Regions from separate parts of the Zea mays genome. Here all the other regions are linked to region 1. A link is a contact called in public Hi-C data. All regions are on one chromosome and are shown on one strand. The core of a region is the stretch at or near the end of the contact, and the rest is flanking DNA. Distances in the headings are between cores, read along the strand shown.

Region 1 (3,209 bases), core at 118-2,617:
TAGGGTTTTCCTGTATTTACCTAATTACCCCTATTGTAATGGCTTGGCCCACCTAACTCCTCTACCATATACTCCTAACCTTGAATTAGGGTTAGAATTTTACATATTCCAACTATCTCCACCATGTAATAAGAAACTTTTAAATATACTGAAACATAAGGCTGTTGAAATTGTGCAATTGTTATTGAGATCAATACATAGTACCTTGCGCTGGTTGACTTGTACATTTGTTGAGCTTCATAGAAATTTCCTCCATCAACCATACTCTCAAGCCTTTCAATTGTCTGAGACACATAACTCATAATTATGAATTGGTTGAGTAAAATTCTACAGGACTTGTGCCTAATACAACTTAATGCTGCCAAGGAAGCAGAAGCTCGCATAACAGCTAATGCTCAAAGGGTGAAGTGAAATACTTTAGAACAGATTGGGCAAGGTTTTGTTGCTAAATCCATTCACTTTCCAACCTAGGGCTCATTAGACGAAACACACAAGCCACCTGGTGGTAGGGCAAGCACTCGTCATATTTTTACATCATTGAATAGTTTTTTTTTTCAAAATGCTTCTACCCTCTTAATGGATAATGACTGCTATCATTGAATTATCTTTCAGAATGATTGTACCCTCTTTATGCATAATGACTGTTTTCTGTGGCTATAAAAAATTCACAAGAAAAAACCGGAAAAATATTAAAGGCACTTTCAGAGTTTATAGTGGAAATTGTATATAAGAACTGTGGTTTCGTTCGAGTAAATGGCGCCAAGCTTGGGGAAGAGAAATCATGAATTATGGTTGTTAGGTTGCTATGATATGGTAACTCTGGTGGTAAAAGCATCAACGTTAGGATCTTCTTATTATGCAGGACTACTCGTTGCTTTCTTTTTAAATGGAAACGAGAAAAAGTGTACAGTAACCCTTGTGCAGACGACCGGGCAAAACTCAACAACCCATTATTGAATATATGTCCTCTCGAACGCTTGCCGGCGTCGCCATGCATTGGAGGTCTTCAGCAACCCTAGTTCCAACAAATTGGCCATGAGAGGCGATGCCCGGGGACGCAGACGTTGGTTCCCCGAGATCCAACTCGCCCATCGCTCGCCCGCCCGAGAGGCACAGACGCTCCCACTAATGCGGGCGCGCTCACCTCACCCGCGAGACCCGAGGGAGGGAAGTGGTGAACGGGTAGAGGGGATCCCTCACCTTCCCGGGAGGAGGTAGGTCGCGGCGCGACCTCATGCTACCTCTCATGCTCAAAGACCGCGACATGACTCCCCGACGGTCTAGCCCCGGCGTCGGCGCCGGCGTAGGCAGAGGAGAGAGGGCAGCGGTGATGGGTGATCGGAGTCGCAGCGTCAGTTAAGGAATCGCCTCTTGACGGGCGGTGATCGTGCTTGCGCGAATCTTAAAGCGATCGTCAGGGTCTGTTTGGAAGTGGGCGGCCAGATCTAGGGCTTTAAAAAAACTCGTGGTTCGGCTCGCTCGACTCATTCCCGTATCGTTGAAAATGAGTGACGAGCTGACCTAACAACTTAACTCAGTTCTTAACAGGTCAAACTCGAGCTGGCTCATGAGTTACTCCTGAGCCAAATAAATTGTACACAAGCCCACACCGTTGATCGGCCCACTCCTTAGTCCGGCCATATCATAGCAACCTAACGTTGATGCTTTTACCACCAGAGTTACAATCTTAAAGCGATCCCCACTCCTTAGTCCGGCCATGCACCGTTGATCGGCCCAACCCCATATCGAGCAGTCCACAAGCCCACAACTCACACAACACATAAGACACGACCCCTGGCCTTTGTAGCATGGGGCTCGGTGCTGCTTGTCGTGTTGCGCCCTGCCAACGGTCTGTACACGCAGGCCTAGTCCGATAGGTCATGAGTGCGCTGCAGAGCGGGGGTGCATGGGCCATAAATGTTCCGCAATCCGAGGGGTTTGCAGGACATGAGTGGGAGGCTGAAAGAGAAATGTGCCTTTGGTCAATTTCTATTATGTTTTGGTGATTAATTGTTCAACACATTTAAATAAGCTCTCATGTGCTAAATAAATAGAGAAGTGATAATTGAAAGTCGCCTAGAGGGGGGTGAATAGACGGAATCTGAAAATTATAAACTTAAGCACAACTACAAGCCGAAGTTAGCGTTAGAATTATAAACGAGTCCGAAAGAGAGGGTGAAAACAAATCACAAACAAATGAAGAATGTGACGTGATGATTTGTTTTACCGAGGTTCGGTTCTTACAAACCTACTCCCCGTTTATGTGGTTACAAAGACCAGGTCTTTTTCAACTCTTTCCCTCTCTCAAACGGTCACATAGACCGAATGAGCTTCTCTTCTCAATCAATCGGGACACAGTGTAACACCCCAGGTGTTACTCAGGGTGTCCACCCCCAGGGTTACTGAAAGGGAAATGTGCCCTTGGGCCATTTCTAAGTATTTTGGTGATTGAGTGCAAACACAAGTGTTTAAATGTGAACTTATGCACATGGTTGAACAAAGTGCAAATCACAAGTAAAGGTATGTTTCTAAGTCTTAGTACATTGGTTTTGTGTACTAATATATTTGTCTAAGTGTTAGAAACAGAGAGAAGAAGAAAAGGAGAATATTGGCTGTGTACAGCCAACAGGCTGTTTCGGTCTGGGGCACCGGACTGTCCGGTGGTGCACCGGACAGTGTCCGGTGCGCCAGGCTGCCTCGACCTGAAGACGCCGCTCTCGGGAATTTGCCGACGGCGTACGGCTAAAATTCACCGGACTGTCCGGTGTGCACCGGACTGTCCGGTGAGCCAACGGTCGGCCGAGCCAACGGTCGGCCGCGTAATCTGCGCGCGACACGTGGTCTGGCCAACGGTCGGAAGGAGGCACCGGACTGTCCGGTGCGCCAGATCTGCAACGGTCGGCAACGGTCGGCTGCGCCTGTTAAGGAAAGGAATCGGGCACCGGACAGTGTCCGGTGTGCACCGGACTGTCCGGTGCGCCCGACGACAGAAGGCAAGGATGGCCTTCCAGATTTGTCCTCAACGGCTCCTAGCTGCCTTGGGGCTATAAAAGGGACCCCTAGGCGCATGGAGGAGGACACCAAGCATTCCCTGAGCACTCTTGATCACTCACACATCAATCTTGCACACTTGTTCGACATTCTAGTGATTTGAGCTCCGTTCTAGTGTGCTAGTCTTTCGAGCTCAAGTCTGGGTCTTGTGTGTGCGT
Region 2 (3,029 bases), core at 350-2,849, 290 kb before region 1:
TGCAGCTCGAACTTGGCGCCCTGCTGGGCCTTCTTGGGCGGCGGGCGAGCGGCGGGCGCGCCTGCTGCTGCTGCCGCCGCGTTCGGATGCGGCAGGCCGTAGAAAGACAACAGGCCCTGCGCCAACACAAGCAAGACCCGATATTTTTATAGATGTTGAGCACCATATATATATTGTTTGGTTGGAGGAAGGAAGGAACGCGTGCGGTTGGGAGGAAGCTGGAGGTACCTCCACATCTGCTTTCTGATGGTTCTTGAGCGTCTGCACAACGAAGGCCGCGGCTTCCTCGGGCGTCTTCGGAGGCGGCCGGGCTTTCTTCCATGCCACCAGCAGCTTCTTGTACCTTACATGAGCGCAGAGAGTTTTTTAGTTTTACAAACCCGACGAGATGCGGGTGCTCACCCCTCGTCGGTTGTCGTCATGATGAAAACCATAATTCCGCAGCCAACTAGTACCAGCTACCGCGGTGGTTTTCCCGACTAATTTAGCAGTTAAATGACGCAATTTACTTCAACGACAAATAAATCAGCTGGCGACATTATATCAAGTACGGGAACTCATTAGGTTTTTTTTGTTATCAAAAGTTCTTCGGTTGTAAAGAAAGGAAGACGTAGAGTAGTGCCCTAATCTTGTAGTGCTAGACTACTAGTAGCTGCTCACTGTGACTGTGATGGCAGTGACGGAGTCTAGAGTCTACTGCCATCTGTCCTTCGTTATCGCCATAAATATAAAGCTTTGTTTCCTTTTTATTTTACTAGGGTGTAGACAAATATGTTACCACACGCTGCACTGAATTTATCTCACTGTCTCGTTCTACTATGGCCACAAAATTCAGAAGCTAAAGTTAATTACCACCGCTATGTTTTTCCATTAATTTTTAAGATAAAGTCCTCTTCTGAGCTCCACTCATCAAAAGCCCTCGCAACCACGACAGTTCGGTCGGACCGGTGCAAGGGAAATCAAGCGGAGAGAAATTGCGTACCAATTCGCCTGCGCTTTCTTGGAGGAGACGACGTGCCGGCTCAGCTCGTCCGGAACCTAAAAAAACACAGCACAGCACAGCAGAGCAGAGCACCACCAGGCACCAGATGAGCAAAACCGACACCGCACCGCGGCAGCGCCAAACGCGCAATCGGGGAATTGAGCTCGCGCGGCTCACCTGCGAGGTGCTCTGGAAGCTGAGGACGTCGCGGCCGAGCGCGGCGACGGCGGGGTGCGCGCCGTGGAGCCCGTGCTCCGACGACGAGGGCGCGCACAGGCCGCATAGGAACCGGTAGATGCTGTTCCCCATGGCTCTACGGTCTACAGTAGTAGGCTCTAGCTAGCGTCCCCAGGCTCGGCCACCGGCGCGACGCGACACGGGGCGACGAAGGCGAGATCCCGGTGGACTGCTGCGGTGCTGGGCTGTGGGCTCCGTCTGCAGGGTAATCCGCCCCGGGATTTGAAAGCTGCGGCGGCGGTCCTGTCCGTATGCCTGCCTGCCTGCCCGTGCGTGTGGATCTGCGCCGCGGCCGTTTTGAAGTTGGGAGCGGGCAGGATGGAAATGGAATCGCAGGGGCGTGGAGAGCTCGCTTCACGAGGAGGAGAAAGTGAAGGGGGGGAAGGGATCGAACGAGAAAGCTGTTGCGGCTGACCTGTCGTCTGTCGAGCCAAGGGCTCGTAGCGCGATCCGCGACGTGGAGGCGCGCGGTTGGCTGGTGGTGCCGCGGGCGCCCGGGCCGGTGGGGTGGTGGGGCCGGACGACCAGGCGCGCGCCGGATTTGTTGCGGGTACGGGGCGTGGCGTGCTCACGTGTGCTCGTTGACGCTGATTGCCAAGCACGCCAACGTGTCCTGGCGTCGGGAATTGCCTGCTTGCTACGGTTTCAGAATGCTTTCTTTGGCATTTCGTAGCAGAAAACAGTGCGCCACCTGAGCGCGGTAGAGCGAATCATTGGCGGCCAATACTGAAATAGCTTCGCGACACGTTTCCACCTGTGCAGCTGCAGCTTGTAGTTGTAGGAGTTCCGTCTCGAATTCTCTCTGAAAAATATAAGATCGTCTCCAACAACATATCTAAAATAGTGCCCTATAAATAAAAAAAAGAGGTATCAATTGAAGCGGGGTCTAAAAATATTCTATGCTCTAATAGTAAAGTTCTTAATCAGTTAAGTAATTGAAATTCGTTTTTTTTCATACCCACAAAAACAAATTGGCACCCTCTATCTCTCGTTGGGAACCATTTTTTCGCTAACTGTTTGGCTCGTACTTCGTTTGCTTGATGCCTTGGTGCCGTCGTCGTTTGCAACGCTTTGGTATGTGCACTATGTTTTTTTATAAAACTTTATAAAATATGGCACTTTTGAAGTTACCTTTTTATGTTAGGCCCTATATTTAAAAATAAGACATCTATTTGAGGCGCTATTGAAGATGTTCTAAGTGCCACGCGAAGGGAAATTGTAAGGCTACGACCTCTTTGGACCAAATGCGTGCTAATAGCTTAATTGTCCAGGTTATATAATTTAATTTATTTTGAACTAACACTAAATTTAAAATAAGATGGAATATATAATCTAGGTAGATTATAATCGCAAACAAACAGACTCCAAGTTTAGTTCGGATTTTGGATATCAATTAGAACGACTAAATGTGCGCTAATTATAAAACTAATTATATAAGTCACAACAAATTCATAGGATGGATGAGTTAAATGTAACCATTTCATGATTAGCCTATTTTTGCTATAATAAAAATGTGTTAATTATGGATTAGTTAGGTTTAATAGATGTTGGGGACTTGTTCTCAAATGCTATGAATAAAAAACAAGGCAACATAAAATATTAAATATCAAAGCTCTTCGTCCTTCAAATCATTATTTCCCTTTGGATATAACGAATTTAGGACGAAGGTCATGAAGGACATACCTTCATGATCATGATAAAAGATGGAGAACATTCAAACAAAGTACATAAAGTAACATAATTTCTGTAAACATTATTATTAATCTATTTTCATTTGTATCACTTGTGTAAACAATGATAAATTACAAAT
Region 3 (2,931 bases), core at 166-2,665, 400 kb before region 1:
AGCACAAAGCACCTGGTCAAGGAGATTTTTATTATCATCAAAAAGAAGTGGTGACATCACAATGTTGAAAAGCTATGAGTAGAAGAATTTTTATGAACAGGAAGCTTCAATGAAATAAAAAATTGGGATCGACAGATAACAGGGTGGTGGTAATTTAGTGCCACTGTTCGTTTTATCCATCTTTTCCAGTAGGGGCCCTGGCCCCTCCTGTTTCCTAAATCCCAAAAAAACAATTTAGCAAGACATCATTATCAACAGGCACATACTCAAGAAAGAGTAAAGGGATCCCAAGAAAAAAAATGAAAGATAATGATCATTTCCTTCCATACGCACTGTACAAATGACTCGTTAGACGTATACTTGCTATGAATTGTTCTACTATGTATCATCCTAATCATTATTTTTCCCTATGAGACTATGAACCTGGACAACATTGTTAAGTCACTTCTAAAAGGCCATGATTATTATTTGCAAATGAGAGGCTAGGATCATATGCTCTACCATGGCTAGTTGCTACTGCAGAAATTAAAAGGCCATGTTTTTCGCTCTTTGGAGGTGGTGGCTATGGAGATTTTTGCAAGGCATGGGTGGCGGTTTAATGCTAGAATTGCAATGTTTTAGTGATTTTCCGCCTACATCTTAGGGTTTCTTTTATGTCACTTCTAGTTCATTCAATGTTTCTGTGGACTGTTTTGTAAGGCCGTATACAAGCAACTGTAAAAAGCCGGAACAGAATTTTTTCCATTATCTAAAAAAAATCATCAACAGTCAGCCCAGAGTGGCTAATTGTGTCCAACTCAAACTCAACTACCTAAACAAGTCGCATGAGCTATCCTTACCAACTAAGCTGCTGTCATCGTCTAAATTGTCCAGGGCAACTTGCTGGGGCCTGCCTCAATCTAAGGTGAGCAACGGCTATATTATATGTGTGAACAAGGGCGAACCCAGTAAGGCGTGCCTACACTTGTAATTAGATCAGATCCGAATACATATAGCAAAATAGCTTATGTTAGGGTTCTGAGTCGCACAGCACGAAAGGATAAGCAGGTATACCTGGTGGTGCTCGTCGCTGGCAAACGACGCCCTGGAGAAGAAGGCTTGCGTAGGGTGCCCGCGTCGACGGTCGCCCTGCCGCACTTGCCGCACTTGACGGGCACACCACACTCGCACTGGCTGCTGGTCTTGCGGAGGGAGGAGGGGAGCCGCAGAGGTGAGAGGTCACAGGTCGGTGGAGGGCGCGGCGGGGCGGCGCGGCGCAGTGGACTGTGGGCAGAGGGAGGAGGGAGGAGGGCCGGCGGCGTACCTGTGCCGGTCGGCTGACTGTTGTGGGCAGCTGGCTGAGGAGGGCGGCCGTCTGGGAGAGCTCCACGCGCTGGCTCAGGAGAGGAGGCCTCCACGCGCGCTGGCTGTAAAAAGGTCCACTAATGACTAGAACGACTACGGAACGAGTAAAACGCCCACGCCCTAAGACCAACTCCAGCAAGACTCCGTATCCGACTCCGCATCCCCATTTTGCGCGGTCTGAGGCACTGTTGCGCGCTCCAGCAGACTCCGCATCCCTCTCCGCAAAATGGACGCCGTGTCCCTGCGCTCCCCATTTCCACACTTTCTCTCTCCTCTCCGCAACTCTCTGCGTGCGCGCGCGCCTGCTGGCGGGGCCCAGGTGTCATAGACTGCATGCGGAGTGGGATGGGGAGTGTTGCTGGAAACGGAGCCGGATACGGAGATGAGAGAGAATGTGTCGGCCGCGCGTTTTAGGGATACGGAGTCGCACACTGCTGGAGTTGGTCTAAGGCTGCCTGCAAAGCTGCCCCTCCGCATCCCCTCCCCTTCATGGCATCTGTAAAGGGTACTCTACGGCCGCAGCGCTGCCCCTACAACATCCTTTACGTGCCGGCTCCCTTGTCTCTCCCCCAGATTTAGCGTGTCATTGTTTATCCACTAAACACTGTATTGTGGGTCCACGAATAATTGTTAGTAGATAAAAAATTGATAGTTAATATAGAAAATGATATTTTATAGTTGTAATGGGGTATAGGAGAAGTATTTAGGGAGAATCGCTGCGGGAGATGAAAAAATAGAGGGAAAAGTGATATAGGGGAAAAAAATTAGGGGTAACAGTTGCAGATAGGCTAAAACGCGTTTAAGTTACTTTACTAGAACGTTAAGTTACTTTACTAAAACGTTCGCACGTTCTAGCGTCTAATCACGTTTTATCGCCTAAACAATATAACTTTAGATGATGTTTGGAAAATTTATTATGGCTTAGTATAGCATCAGTCATACCTAAATTTATAAAACATTTATATCTTCCATTATAGTCATATATGAAGATTTGGTGCAATGGATGAGCTTCTATACTTTTAGATGTAGGTCGTTGGTTTGATTCTTGTTTCTTACCGTTTTTTATTTTTTCAGCCATACCTATATTTCCTTTTGCGCTCCGCTAATTTAGATGCGGGCGGACGAAGTGGTGACAAATGCTCTTGGCGAGGGTGTCGTCAGGCAGAGGAGGGAGGAAGCGTCGCCATGCTTTTCTGCCGACGAAGGAAACAGAGGAGTCAACCGGAAAGACCTGAACGGACACGAGCGCGGTGGCAGACAGTGTTCGACGAAACACGCCAACCAGAGAGGAGAAGAAGCGACGGACCAGGACGGGGAAGGGGAGGGTTGCCGGCTGACCTTGGTTGGTGGCGGATAGAGTCATACCAGATGGCGCGGGCGAGCTGGTGATTGGTGCCCTGGAGGTGGCGATTCGGGGCGGCGGGGTGTCCTGAAACTGCTTTGTCGCAGTAGTACAAATTGTTGGGTGTTGGTAGCTCTGCTATCTGCTGATCTGCGGCAACATATCCCACACGATTTTTTGCAAGAGCTGAGAATTTCCTTTGCTAATTCGAAGCCTAGCCAAAACCCTAGAGACACAACCGTTGA

What was found. A called contact is a pair of places that touch in the nucleus more often than the background predicts.
Region 2: a Hi-C map of leaf shows a contact between it and region 1, with 9 times the contacts expected there. The contact joins the promoter of LOC100281257 here to the promoter of LOC100276450 in region 1. A contact is called at or near these places in 6 of 25 Hi-C or Micro-C datasets (ear, endosperm, leaf and 2 more).
Region 3: a Hi-C map of leaf shows a contact between it and region 1, with 7 times the contacts expected there. The contact joins the promoter of LOC100384748 here to the promoter of LOC100276450 in region 1. A contact is called at or near these places in 2 of 25 Hi-C or Micro-C datasets (ear and leaf).

The regions. Positions count from the first base shown.
Region 1 is chr3:14,140,980-14,144,188 of Zm-B73-REFERENCE-NAM-5.0, forward strand. LOC100276450 reads right to left here and starts at 1,368. Exons shown (of 12, transcript NM_001150238.2): 1 at 1,201-1,368; 2 at 205-284. The coding sequence starts at 1,266.
Region 2 is chr3:13,849,203-13,852,231 of Zm-B73-REFERENCE-NAM-5.0, forward strand. LOC100281257 reads right to left here and starts at 1,600. Exons shown (of 9, transcript NM_001367883.1): 1 at 1,160-1,600; 2 at 983-1,038; 3 at 229-343; 4 at 1-116. The coding sequence starts at 1,291.
Region 3 is chr3:13,737,311-13,740,241 of Zm-B73-REFERENCE-NAM-5.0, forward strand. LOC100384748 reads right to left here and starts at 1,416. Exons shown (of 14, transcript NM_001363314.1): 1 at 1,304-1,416; 2 at 1,054-1,181; 3 at 1-12.